Linked DNA regions of Sus scrofa: regions 1 and 3 are each linked to region 2. Evidence: chromatin contacts called from public HiChIP or PLAC-seq data. All regions are on one chromosome and are shown on one strand. Each heading gives the region's core, a stretch centred on a gene start, on an enhancer-like site or on the middle of the called end of the contact. The rest is flanking DNA. Distances are from core to core; before and after follow the strand shown.

Region 1 (3,993 bases), core at 897-3,396, 82 kb before region 2:
CCAGCAGCAGCTCCCTCAGAACGGGAGGACCGGTGGGAAGCAGCTCTCTGGCCATGGTCGTGGCCAAACGCGTGGTGCAGTGTGGCTCCACCTGCTGTAGTTCCCAGAAGGTGGCTTCTAGGAGGCAGCTGGTGGCCTTGGCTTCAGTGGCCTCAGCTTGGGTAGCTTGGGCTTTAGGAAGTGCAATTCTGTGCCACTTGGATGGTTCCGCAGTTTTCTGAACACACAATCACCTCTCTTTATCCAACTTGAAGGAAATGCCAGCTTTGTGCTCCTTTATTTTAAAGTATTGTCAGTTCTATGTACTTTTTCCATTGTTCTCTCCAAGAATCTCTTCCTCCAGAAGGCTCGACACTTCCAGCATGGGGCTGGGTTCCAAGAGCACAGGGGCTGCAGCTGTGATCTTGTGGGGTCTGGACCTGGGACAGTGGGAATGGCAGTGCTTGCCCACTTGTGGGGGACACAGACTCTTCTTGTAGGGGAGCCTCTTACATCAGGGAGTGAAGTGTTAGCGGCCATCTTTGGGGACAACTCCCCCCACCCCTGGGCCACAGTTAAGGTCTTTCTCTGTTGCAATTTACTTAATCTATTTAAAATGATGATTTAGGCCAAGTGAGGGGGATATTGAGGTGGGAGTGGGTGTGCTGGCACCACGTGCTTTTTAGCAATTCTGTTTATTTCTCTCTGCTCAGTGAGTCCCTTGTTCCACTTGAGAGTTGAGAGTTGGCAGCACTTGATAGCACTAGATAATTTTTTTTTTAAAGCACCTGTGGCATATGGAAGTTCCTGAGCCAGGGGTTGAGCCACAGCCACTGTAGAAGCAATGCTGAATAGTTATGTCGTGAGCCACACGGAAAGTCCAGAACCAGATAATTTTTAAATTAAGTAAAAATTGCAAGTAAATGCTCAGCACAGAGCAGGACCCATGTCTAGTGCTAGCTGTTATCACTGGTTTCCCAGCCTTAAAAAGCAGTAGCAGGAGGGTGAGCACACACACACACACACACACACACAGGCACACAGGCACACGTGCTGGGGCTGACTGACAGCACAAATACCTCCTACTGCTAACAGGAAGGGATCTATGCTAAACCCAAAGCACTCGACCAACCAGTTTTCAAAAATCCCCTCTCCCTTCTGTTTACATTACATGTTTACTTTGTGTGCTTGTTGTAATATTTAAGAGTCTAGTTGCCACAAGTTTCTGTGGGTTTCCCACTATCTTTCCCAGCTTGACAACAGGAACACAGCCTTCACTACTGGGTCCCCTGGGAGACCCTCCTCCCCCCAGGGAGACATTACTTTTGTTTACCTCCCCAGGGCTGCTTAAAGAATAAACGAGTCGGCGTCTGAAATGTGCAGCCTGGAAGGGGTAACCAGGGAACTCAGTAGTGGAGTCGGTGTAGGCACAGAGGGGTTAAGGAACTGGTCCCGGGATACAGAGCTAGAAACTTCAGATTTTGACCTCAGGCCACAGATGCTGGAGCTGCGCTTGAGAACTCCCACGGTTCCAAATCAATCATGGCTGGTGGAATGTTTGCTTCTCTGCTGTATAAAAGCACCAGATCCCAGACCCAAGGTCTTACAGTCTCCTGGTCCGAGGACCCCTGACCAGCCCACTTAGCCCACGGGGACTACTTGTGTATGTTTTGGGGGAAGGCGTACAGGCCACCCAGGCCGCTCAAGCATTCAATCTCGAGGCCCCACAAAGGGATGAACACTTTGCTCTCAGCCTCTGAGATGCTGAACCGACCAAACCTGACGAGTGGTCCTTGGAGCAACTTGTGCGCCTCGCTCCGCGGGTCACTAACATCTGTGCCGGCTCCCTCCCACCCGCGACGGTTTCCAGCTCCCAGGAGAGCCTGCATTGCCCGCGCAGATCTGCGGTTGACAAAACGGCGCAGCCGTCGGAACTCGTCGGGGACGCATCAACTGAAACCCCGGCAGCCCGGCAGGGGACCCCCTCCGCCGCCGCGCTCCCAACTCCACTTCCACAGGGGCTCCACCTCCCTTCGCAGCCCAGCTCTGCGTGGGGTGAAGAGGGGTGGGACAGGGCAGGGCGGAGGGGGGGGCGGTGGTCAGAGGCGGAGCGGGGGCGGGGAGTGTCGGGAGGCAGCTTCAGACAGGAGGGGCGGGGGGCGGGGCGGGGCGGGAGGCGGGGCGGGGCCGAAGCGGGGCGCGGGCGCGCGAGGGCTGGGTCGCCACAGCCGCGAGGGGCTCTGAGGCGCGATGGCTGCCCGTTGCTTGGGCTGCGGCGTCGGGCGGCTCCTGGGCGGCCTTCGCGGGGTGGGGGCTCGGGGCCCCGGGGTCCCCCGTCTCTGGAGCAGCGCCCCCGCCGCGCCGCCCGGCTCTTATCAGGAGCGGATCGCGCTGGCCGCGCGCGAGCCGGCCGCCTTCTGGGGGCCGCTGGCGAAGGACGTGCTCGTGTGGGACACCCCCTACCACACGGTGAGCGACTGCGACTTCCGCAGCGGCAAGATCGGCTGGTTCCTGGGAGGCCAGTTAAATGTGTCCGGTGAGTGGGCTCGGGGACCCTGGCGCCCGAGCTCGGCGACGGCTGCCGCACTCGCCCCCTCCTCAGCGTTCGGGCGTGCGGCGCCGTCACCCCGCCCCCACCCACCGGCCCAGCCCGGCCCACTCCCCTGCCACCCGGCCGGCACCCCCCACGTTGAACGGGGTCCCGGCGCCCCATGCCGTGCGCGCCCGCGGGAGGCAGTGAGACGCCTGCGCCGAGCGGGGGTGGAGGGCGCGGGGACCCCGGAGCCGGACTTCCTGCTCCCGTCCCGGCGGGAGATAGCACCGAGAAGCTTTTGGCTGTTGCCACCGCCAGGTGCGGGCCGGCGACTCGCTTGGGGAGCAGCCCTGCCCGTGTAAACAAATCGAGCTGTGGCGGGTGGCCGAGGAGGAGAGCCCCGCCAGTAGCCAGAATCGACCCGTAGCCGGAATCGGCTCGCAGCCGGGAAGGAAGCAGTGGTGGGGCCTCCCAGTTCTCAGTTTCACCTTCGCCCGGAAGACCCACGGCGCTGGCTTTAGTCCCGGTGCGTTTGGGACCCCAGAAACCAGCTCCACTGCCCGTCAGTCCTCGGGTCTCTGCAGAGACTGAATCCCGCCACGCGCTGTCAGGATTTGGGATCGGGTAGAGGGGAGAGTAACCCCTTCCCCAGCCCAGCTAGGGGAGAAGGCCCGGGAACTAAGGCTGCGGCCAGCCTGGCAAGGTCTGGCCTGGGTGTGGGCAGCCGGGCAGGGTGGTCAGAGGGGAACGGGGAAAGGTAAGTGGGGTCTGGGTTGTTTGAGGAAAGGAACTGTAGGTCTTCATGACCAAGGCCTGAATTGGGAAGTGGGGGTCTGAGTCTCCCAGGCTCCACCATCTACTGGCCCAGTTGCTCTGTACCTCTGAGCCTCAGTCTCCTCCTGGGTAGACTGGGGGTGGTAATGCCCACCTGAAGGGGCTGGTTGTAAGGACAAAGTACGCAGAAGTATGGACCGGTCCCAGCACTTATTGGCGATTAATAAATAGTAGTAATTTTAACTCATAAAATTCAGAAATAGCCGTAAAATAATAGCTAGTATCTTTCAGTTATTTTTCAAACAGAGACACTTAAGAGAACTTTGGACCAGATTTTTTTTTCATATTGTGTATTGTTTTACTGGTTTAATCAAAATGACTCACTTAGTAGATAAGCGTTTTCTCTAAAACTGAGTCAGCAGCAAGTGTCCTTGAACTAGTGGGAAAACCCCCAAACCCTTGGATGTGCAGGGTTGGAGGAACGCGCCCTGGATGGGGAGAGATACGTGCAGAGGCAGGGGCAGGAGGCTGCAGTTGCTTTGGAAGCTGCCTTGGACTTGGGAGACTGAGGCTGCTGGGACATTCAAGGTTGGCTCCTGAGCACTTGCTACCTCTCATGCTCAGATAAGACTGGGGACGGGTCTCATGGGACAGGCAGGCAGAACCTCATGAGCCTCACTCTGTCAGGGTCAGGTCCAAGATGTGGT
Region 2 (3,842 bases), core at 29-2,528:
TTGGGGTCAAATGGGTCCATGCTGGGAAAAGTCTCCAAATGCAGAGGGGGGTCAGTGGCCCCCATGCCAAGACCTCCCCTGTGGTCAGTGGTCGCTGGACGCTCCCAGCTCCTGCCTTTGGTGACCGATGGTGCTGGACCCAGGTCGTGCCCAGGTGGCCTGTGGTGGGAAGATGGGCCGTGTGAGCCTGGCTGGGGGGCTTCCTGGTCAGGTTGAGGAAGAAGGGCTTTCCATTTTCAACCGAAGGCAAAGGCTGAAGAAATCGATGTAGCAATTTCCTAGGTTCTGATGGGCAGGGACGGAGGCTGCTGGGCCCCACATGCAGGTCAGTGCGGTTTAGCACCAGGGGTGGATAGGCCAGGTGGTGACACAGCGGCCCCTATTCCCTGCCCCCAAGGAAGGCTCTGGAACCCGCTCTCAAGAGGAGGGCGGAGGTGGGGGCAGACTTGGGCCCAGCAGAGCTGCTGTCTCTGCTTGACCACCGGACGGGCCTCCAAGCCACTTGCGCCACAGACAAGGCCCGAGGCTGGGTCACCTACCCTCGGTGTCCCAGGTCACTGGTCCTGCCTCGGCGCTCCCCACCTATAGCCTGTGGCCAGGCTCCAGCCCCCTTTGACAAGGGAGTAAGATAGATACCAACTGCCGCTTGGCCCCTCCCCCTTCCGCTGGTCACTTCAGTGCCAGGCACCAGCTTCCTAGTGCATGTGAGGGCAGGTCCTCATGGGCTGTGTGACTGGGCAAGTCACCTAACCTCTCTGTGCCTCATTTCCTGGCCCACAGGTGGCAGCTTCCTTCCTCCCCCAGCCCCAACCCCCAGCGCCGGCCTGGTGGGAAAGATGAAGGCTTAGGATCCCTGTGAGCCAAGTGACAGGACAGCAGCGGAGGCAGGAAGGATGCGCCATCAAATAGAATCGGCCTGACCGCTACCCTGTGTTCTATAGCTGTGGAGGGGCCACGGGGTCCCTCCCTCTGCTGCTGCTGGATGGTTCTCAGGACCCCCACAGGCCCCAAGAATAGCAGGGGGCAGAAGATATTTCCCTGGTCCCCAGGTCCCCAGTCTCCCCCAAGGCTGCTCCCCACAAAGGCAGCTGTTGTGGGGTCCCATGGAACCTAATGTGCCTCAGGAATGGGGGAGGGTTGGGGGTAAGCTCACGGCACCCAGGCAGCGGGAGACCCCCTCTTACCTTGTGAAGGGCCCCCGGTGGCAACCAGGACCAGGGTGCAGACGGCCAGCAGCACCCTGGCAGGACGCATGGCTGTGCCCAGGGCGGTGTGTGCTGGGCGCGAGGTGGTGGGGGAGCCCCGCCCAATGAACCGCCTGCCAAGGGGGTGGGGGATAGTGGTTTTTTGTTGAGTCGTTTTGGCCAGAAGCTCTTCACCTCCACATCCCTTGGCTACAAAGTAAACCGCTTCCTTTGTAAAAGTTTCCAAACAGCAATTATTTGCAGGGCAGGAGGAAGAGGTGAGAGCTATGAGCAAACCCTGCGATTTTCTACCCTTAGAACACATGGAAGAGACATTATAGCAGAAAAATGAGCAGGGATTTTAGGAAGCACAAGTACTGGGGGTTCCTTCTCTAAAAGGTGAAAAGGGTGAGCTCCCTAGGCCCAGATTCTGGGGTCCGAGTGGCCCCCTGCAGGAGATTGTCTTGGTGGTATGAACGGGTGGTGATAGTGAGAGGGTGTGTTGACAGCACTTAACTGTATGCCGGGCACTTTTCTCGCTGTTTCTTTAATCCCCCACCATCGTGTAGGGAATTACAACATTGTGTGAGTCCAGGAAACTAAGGCACAAGGGGATGAGAAGTTGTGCGGAGCTCTGCAGAGCTGTGGCCCAGGCCCAGCACTGTGGCCATGGTCATACCCACCGTCACCACCTCCACCCCGCCACCCCCCAGCCTCCCAGGCCCAGGGCCCTGAACCTGGAGCAGTCTGTGCCAGCCACACAGGCACTGGCCTGCTTGCAGATGCCAGCTTGGCCATGGGGACTCTGAGGGTGGCCCAAGTGTGCTGACACATCATCTAGCAGGACTGTCAGCAAAGGCACGTGGAGCCTTGCAGAGCAGCATGTGGGACCTCTGGAGGAGCCTGGGTGTGTGTGTGTATGACTCGTATGCATCTAAACAATGTACAGAAGAAACATGAGCTCCAGTTGCCCCGGCAGAGGATTATCCGATGGGCTTCTGACCCTTGTGTTCTGCGTGTGCTTTTTCTTTTCTTTCTTTCTTTTTTTTGGTCTTTTTGCCTTTTCTAGAGATGCTCCTGCGGCATGTGGAGATTCCCAGGCTAGGGGTCCAATCGGAGCTGTAGCCACCGGCCTGCACCAGAGCCGCGTCTGCAACCTACACCACAGCTCACAGCAACGCCGGATCGTTAACCCACTGAGCAAGGGCAGGGACCGAACCCGCAACCTCATGGTTCCTAGTTGGATTCGTTAACCACTGCGCCACGACGGGAACTCCTATATTCCCTTTCTTATATTATCTTCCTCTTCAGATCGCATAAATCTTTTGCCTTTTACTTTATTTTCTAAAATCCATGGTGGTGGTGGTCTGAATGGTGGGGCAAAACACCCTCTTCTGGGCTGGGTGGCGAGCAGACTTTGTCCACACGGTGGCGCCACGACCCAAGAAAAAAACTGGTCCCGTCTGACTTTTCCCAGGCTGGTGGCCCCCCTGCTCCATTCCCCACATTTGCAGTGATGGCGATGGATTTCAGCTGCCCTCTGCCCTCTCTGGGGAAGAGTGGTTCTTAGGGGGGTCATGGCGGGGGTGGGAGAGACTCTGCAAATCTTCCAGCTGGGCCTCGTCCTAGAGGATCTTGGTGCTGGTGGGGGTGGAGTTCCCGCACCAGCTGCTGCCCGCATGTGGGCACAGCCACTCCACAAGTCTGGGATGCCCCTCTCCTGGAAGATCCACAGGCCAGGGCTGGAATGACCTAAGATGTTGGTGCATGTCTGGACTTGATCTGGCTGCTGGCTGGGCCTCAGTGGGGCGTCGGCATGATGGCTGGTCCTCAGAATAACTGTCCCCTGGAGCTGGTCCCCAGAATGACTGTCCCCTGGAGTGGCAGGTGGAAACTGCATCATCTGGTATGACTTAGCCTTCAAGGTCACACAGTTTTACTTCTGCCAAAACCACAGACCTAGGAAGTCAAGCAGCCCCCACCTTTCAGGGGACAGAGTATGCGGGAAGGGACATATTTTGTGAGTGTCCTTGGGTGTTATCTGCCTCAAGTGGGTCCCGAGAGAAATAAGATCTAAACCTCTCTGGAAGGGTCCCTGTCTCCCTGACTTTACCACCCACTGCATGTGTCACATGTTGCTGCCTGCTGGGCGGGGCCAGGACAGGGCAGCAGGACTGTGGACTCGCTGGCCTTGCAGCTCAGCGGTCCAGTTTGGGAGAGGCTGGCACTAGCTCATGGAGTGTGTTCCGATTGGCCCACATCAGTTCAGTTGATTCAGAGGTGACTGAAAGACTTATGTTCTATGGCTTGGGGAGGAAAGGGTGTCTTGTTTTCACCATCTTGCGCCCCCTAATTTCTTCATGTTAAGTGGCATGTAGCCCCAGCCCCCAGAGCTACTGGTAGCCTTCTTAGTATAGGAGGGCAGCCAGGCTGATGAGGAAGATAAAACAGAGAATTTCAGAGACTCAGGTGTGATTAAACCCCTGGATCAAACCCATGCTGAAGCTCATAATTTTCCAGTTATGAGTTCTCATAAAGTCTCTTGTTAAGACCATCCTATTTGAATTTTCCAGTTTCCTTTCCCTTTTTCTCAGCATAAAAACCCCAGCTGACAGATGGGAAGCAGGTTTGTGGCTGGGTCAGTATCAGGGGTATGTG
Region 3 (4,072 bases), core at 366-2,865, 98 kb before region 2:
GTAAATATGTGCATCTTAAATGTCATCCTTAACTGCGGCCCCAAATTCTGATTCACAAACTACTGCTTTGCCGGGCCAAGAGCCAGAGCATTTTGGCTGGGTTCTGTACACTCAACACCTTTCCCTAAACCCAGAGATAAATTTGGGGAGAAATTCCTGGCGGAGCCAAAAAGGACGCCGGCTTCTAAAGCTGCCCCCGACCCGGAGCGACTCAAAGGACAATTATCCCAAAGGAAAGTTATTGTTTTGTTAATCCAGGGAACAGCTTGCGAGGAGAGATTTGGGTCTTCTTTTAATAATGAAAAGTTAATGCGCAGCCTCTTGTAATTATCTTTATCGGAAGCCCCTGGTTTAATCCTTGGGTTTGCAGAGGATCCAGCCCCAGGCGTGGCCAGCGGGAGATCCCCTTTGCTCGGGTTTCCCCTCGGCCTCGGAGGCGCGCAGAGACCCGAGAGGCGTCCGCGGGGCGCTGGGAGAGCTGCTGCGTCCCTCGCTGGGCGGCCGCCGGCTGCTCGCCCTCAGGGTGGGAATGACAGGTTTTGCTTCCCTCCTTCCTTGTTTGAGAAGGGTGGGCTCAGGGCTCCCAGCGAATCTGGTTGGGTGGGCTCAACTTTTTGGCGTGTGAGCCAGGAGAATTTTACCCACGTGCTTCGTTTTGCATCTTGAACAAACACGGGCATTTCACATGAAAATCAGGCTTTCTTTGAATAATCATGAAACAATAATTTGTTAGCCTCCGTGAAGTGGGATGGGTCTCAGTACACAGGCCCAATTTTCCAATTTACTCTCCCCATTTAGGAGTCGCCAGATAAAATACAGATACGTTCTTATACATATTTCTAAAGTGACTTCATCTGAAATTGTGATTTCACTGCACCTCCTGGAATTTAGTTTGCTAAACGTGGCGCCCTTCCCCGCAGTTCCGGCGGGGTCCATCTGCCCCAGCCTCTGTTTCCTATTCCTTCTCCAGCTCCAGTGAATTTTGCGACAAGCTGATGGCCCGATGGCGCCGATGGCCAGCCTCCGCCAATGGCTGGAGGTGGAGTGGGCACTGATTAAATAAACGTTTTCCACTCCTTTCCCCTTGGGAATTTCGAGGAAGGTCTTGTCCGCGGTGACGGTAGTGTTGGAGGGCTGGCGGGGGTCTTAGTGATAGTAGTCAAAGAGCGGCAGGGAATAGGCCCTAGGTCTTAACGAGTGACTGGATGGGGGCAGGGAGGCTCCAGGGCAGCTGCAAGCAGGGGCCTCCACCCGAGAGCCGAGAAGGGGAGAGAAGACCACGCCGGGATCTGGAACCTGCGGCTCTTAGAGAGATGGCCAGAGAGCCGGTCCTCCCCTCTCTATTTTCCTCCCACCAAGAACAGGGTGGGCAGAGGGACAATTGGAAAGGAGAGGGGAGAGGGATGGGGGCCGATTGACGGGACTGCAGCTGGGAGGGCGGCGACCGAAGGGAGGGGAACTGGTGGCGTCCCCATCTCGCGGGGTCCGAGGCGTGACGCGCCCGCACCCCGCTGATTGGAGCCCTCCTGGCTCCTGACTGTATAAAGCGTCCTCAGAACTGCGCCCCCTCCGCAAAGGTGACCGAGAGAGTTCAGCCCCGCCGCCCAGTAAGCCATGACTGGCCGGGACGCGCTTTCCGACGGGTGTGCCAGGAGCAGGGCGCTGGTGCCCGGAGGCCCGCCCACTGGCTCGCGCCCCCGGGGCTTCGCCATCACTGACTTGCTGGGCCTGGAGGCCGAGCTGCCTGCACCTGCAGGCCCTGGGCCGGGATCCTGCTGCGAAGGCCCCGCGGCTGCCCCCTGCGCCGGTCCAGGGCTCGGGGACTCTGGCTTGGCGCGCGGGGCCCTCCCGCTGGGATTCGGCCTCCTCTGCAGCTTCGGTGCGCAGCCCCCTGCGGCTGCCGGGGCGCCCTGCCTGCTTCTAGCCGATGTGCCGTTCCTGCCGCCCGAGGGGCCTGAGCCCCCCGCCCCGCACGTCCTCGGCCGCTCACCGCCCACGAGCATCCGTCAGAAGCGCAGCGAGAGCGTCTCGACGTCCGGTAATGAGGCCAGTCCGTGCCGCTCCTGCCCCTTGCCTCGGCGTGGTGCGCAGGGTGACACTCAGCACCCCGCCGAGCCCCACCTCATCTCCCCAGATCCAGGGAAGTCGGGACCCCAGAGTGGCCCCGCCAGGGAGCACCCTCTGCCCTTGGCTTTGCCCACATCCCTGCCTCTCCTCTGGGCCTGGTCGCCGCCGCCCTGCACACACCCCTACAACCCGGTGCGAATCTGCCCTGGGGTCTTGGGGGTGGGGGAGTGTTCCCCGCGAGGATCAGGGAACAGCGGAGGTTGGGAGGCCTGGGCCCGCCTGGTTTGTCAGCACACCGAACCCAGTACCAACCAGCGCTTGAGCATTCCCTGAATTGATGGACTCATTGACTGGCCTTTGAAGAGCACGAGGTGGAGGCCTGGAACTGTCCTCCTAGAGTTGAAATAGGCGTGGGGGTCCCGCGCTTCTCTGCCCCTCTGGCTCAGGAGAAACAAGCTCCTCGGTCTATGGCAGCAGTGCCGGGCTCCTCAGAGAAGTCAGGGAGGATAGTGGAGAAGAGAAGGGAGCAGTGGAACTCTATAAAGACACGGCCATGAAATAGAGAGATTTGGGGCGGGAGGGGGGAGAGAACTAAGAATTACCAGCGAAAAGGTGGGCGCACATAAACTTTGTATAGACCCCAGAGCTGAGCATCCCTCAGCCAAGGCAGGTTTACATGGCTCTCTATCGATGTCTAGAGGAAGCAGATTGGATCAGAGGCAGGCCAGCTTTCACGTTATGAGAGTTCCTGCTGTCTCTTCAGTGGGTTAAAAACCGATGGTTGTCTCTGTGAGAATGGGGGTTCCATCCCTGGCCTCACTCAGTGGGTTAAGAATCCAGCGCTCTGCCACAAGCTTCAGTGTAGGTCTCAGGTGCTGCTGGGATCTGATGTTGCGGCGGCTATGATACAAGCCCTAGCCTGGGAACTTTCATGTACCCCAGATGAGAAGGTAAAAATAAAAATAAAGGTAAAAAATGAATGGACTTTATTTCATGAGTCTCTAGGTAAGATAAAATGAAGCCCTCTAGTAGTTGTTTCACTAGAAATGCAGAGACCACCTTCATAGGGTGGGTTCTTTCTCTGTGAATACTGACAAAGCTGAAGGCAAAATGCCACCACATCCTAGTCTATGAGGGCATTTCTGCAAGATCAAGACCAACACTGTCCAGTAGAAACATGTGACTTCAAGAGTAATGAAAATTTCTCAAACCTACCTGGAAAAGGAGAAATAAATAGGTGAAACAAACCTAAATACTGTATTTTATTTAATTCAATACACAGAAAATATTATTATACATGTAATCAATATAAAAATTGTTAATAGTTTATTTGGGGGTATTAGATCTTCAAAATACACCAAATATTTCACATTTACAGCAGGTCTCAATTCAGATGGGCCACATTTCATATCTCAAAAAACTTATGTGTCCAGACTGGACAGCACAAATACTATATTGTAATCCAAGTTTCTGGTGAACTAATTGATGTAGAAGTAAAACATTATTTTACTGTTTTTTGCCATTATTAATTCACTTTTTAGTGTTTTGAAGCAAATATTTTTTTTAACAATGAATCTGCCAATAGTTTGGTCTTCTAATCTTCCTTTCAACCTAGATATTTTTTTTAATTAAAAAATTTTTTTTTTATTTTTAGGATCCATCTGTGGGTCAGGCTAGGGGTTGAATCACAGCTGCAGCTGCCAGCCTACGCCCCAGCCTGAGCAATGCAGGATCCGAGCTGCATCTGCGACCTACACCACAGCTCACTGCAATGCCAGATCCTTAACCCTCTGAGCAAGGCCAGGGATTGAACCCACATCCTCATGAATACTAGTCAGGTTCATTACTGGTGAGCCATGTTGGAAACTCCCTCAACCTAGAAAAATCTTTTGATATAATTTATTTCAAAAGATAAAACATTCTTAAGATTCTTTGAGTGCATCTATGAATCACCTGGGCACCCTAGCCAAGAATGAGCTTTCTGGACCTCACTTCCAGAGATTTG

Evidence for each region. HiChIP or PLAC-seq counts read pairs in DNA pulled down with a chosen protein or histone mark.
Region 1: a contact with region 2 is called in an H3K27ac HiChIP or PLAC-seq map of alveolar macrophages. The contact joins the promoter of ACSS1 here to the promoter of CST7 in region 2. A contact is called at or near these places in 2 of 5 promoter capture datasets (fetal skeletal muscle and liver), 4 of 47 Hi-C or Micro-C datasets (epiblast stem cells, fetal liver, liver and 1 more) and 1 of 2 datasets of contacts at active chromatin or transcription factors (alveolar macrophages).
Region 3: an H3K27ac HiChIP or PLAC-seq map of alveolar macrophages shows a contact between it and region 2. The contact joins the promoter of VSX1 here to the promoter of CST7 in region 2. A contact is called at or near these places in 2 of 5 promoter capture datasets (fetal skeletal muscle and liver), 2 of 47 Hi-C or Micro-C datasets (fetal liver and retroperitoneal adipose tissue) and 1 of 2 datasets of contacts at active chromatin or transcription factors (alveolar macrophages).

The regions. Positions count from the first base shown.
Region 1 is chr17:30,837,952-30,841,944 of Sscrofa11.1, reverse strand. ACSS1 (acetyl-coenzyme A synthetase 2-like, mitochondrial) reads left to right here and starts at 2,146. Exons shown (of 14, transcript XM_001927113.6): 1 at 2,146-2,515. The coding sequence starts at 2,230.
Region 2 is chr17:30,755,436-30,759,277 of Sscrofa11.1, reverse strand. It overlaps CST7 (cystatin F), which reads right to left and starts at 1,278. Exons shown (of 4, transcript NM_001243310.2): 1 at 1,185-1,278. The coding sequence starts at 1,254.
Region 3 is chr17:30,853,557-30,857,628 of Sscrofa11.1, reverse strand. It overlaps VSX1 (visual system homeobox 1), which reads left to right and starts at 1,615. Exons shown (of 5, transcript XM_003359919.3): 1 at 1,615-2,038. The coding sequence starts at 1,615.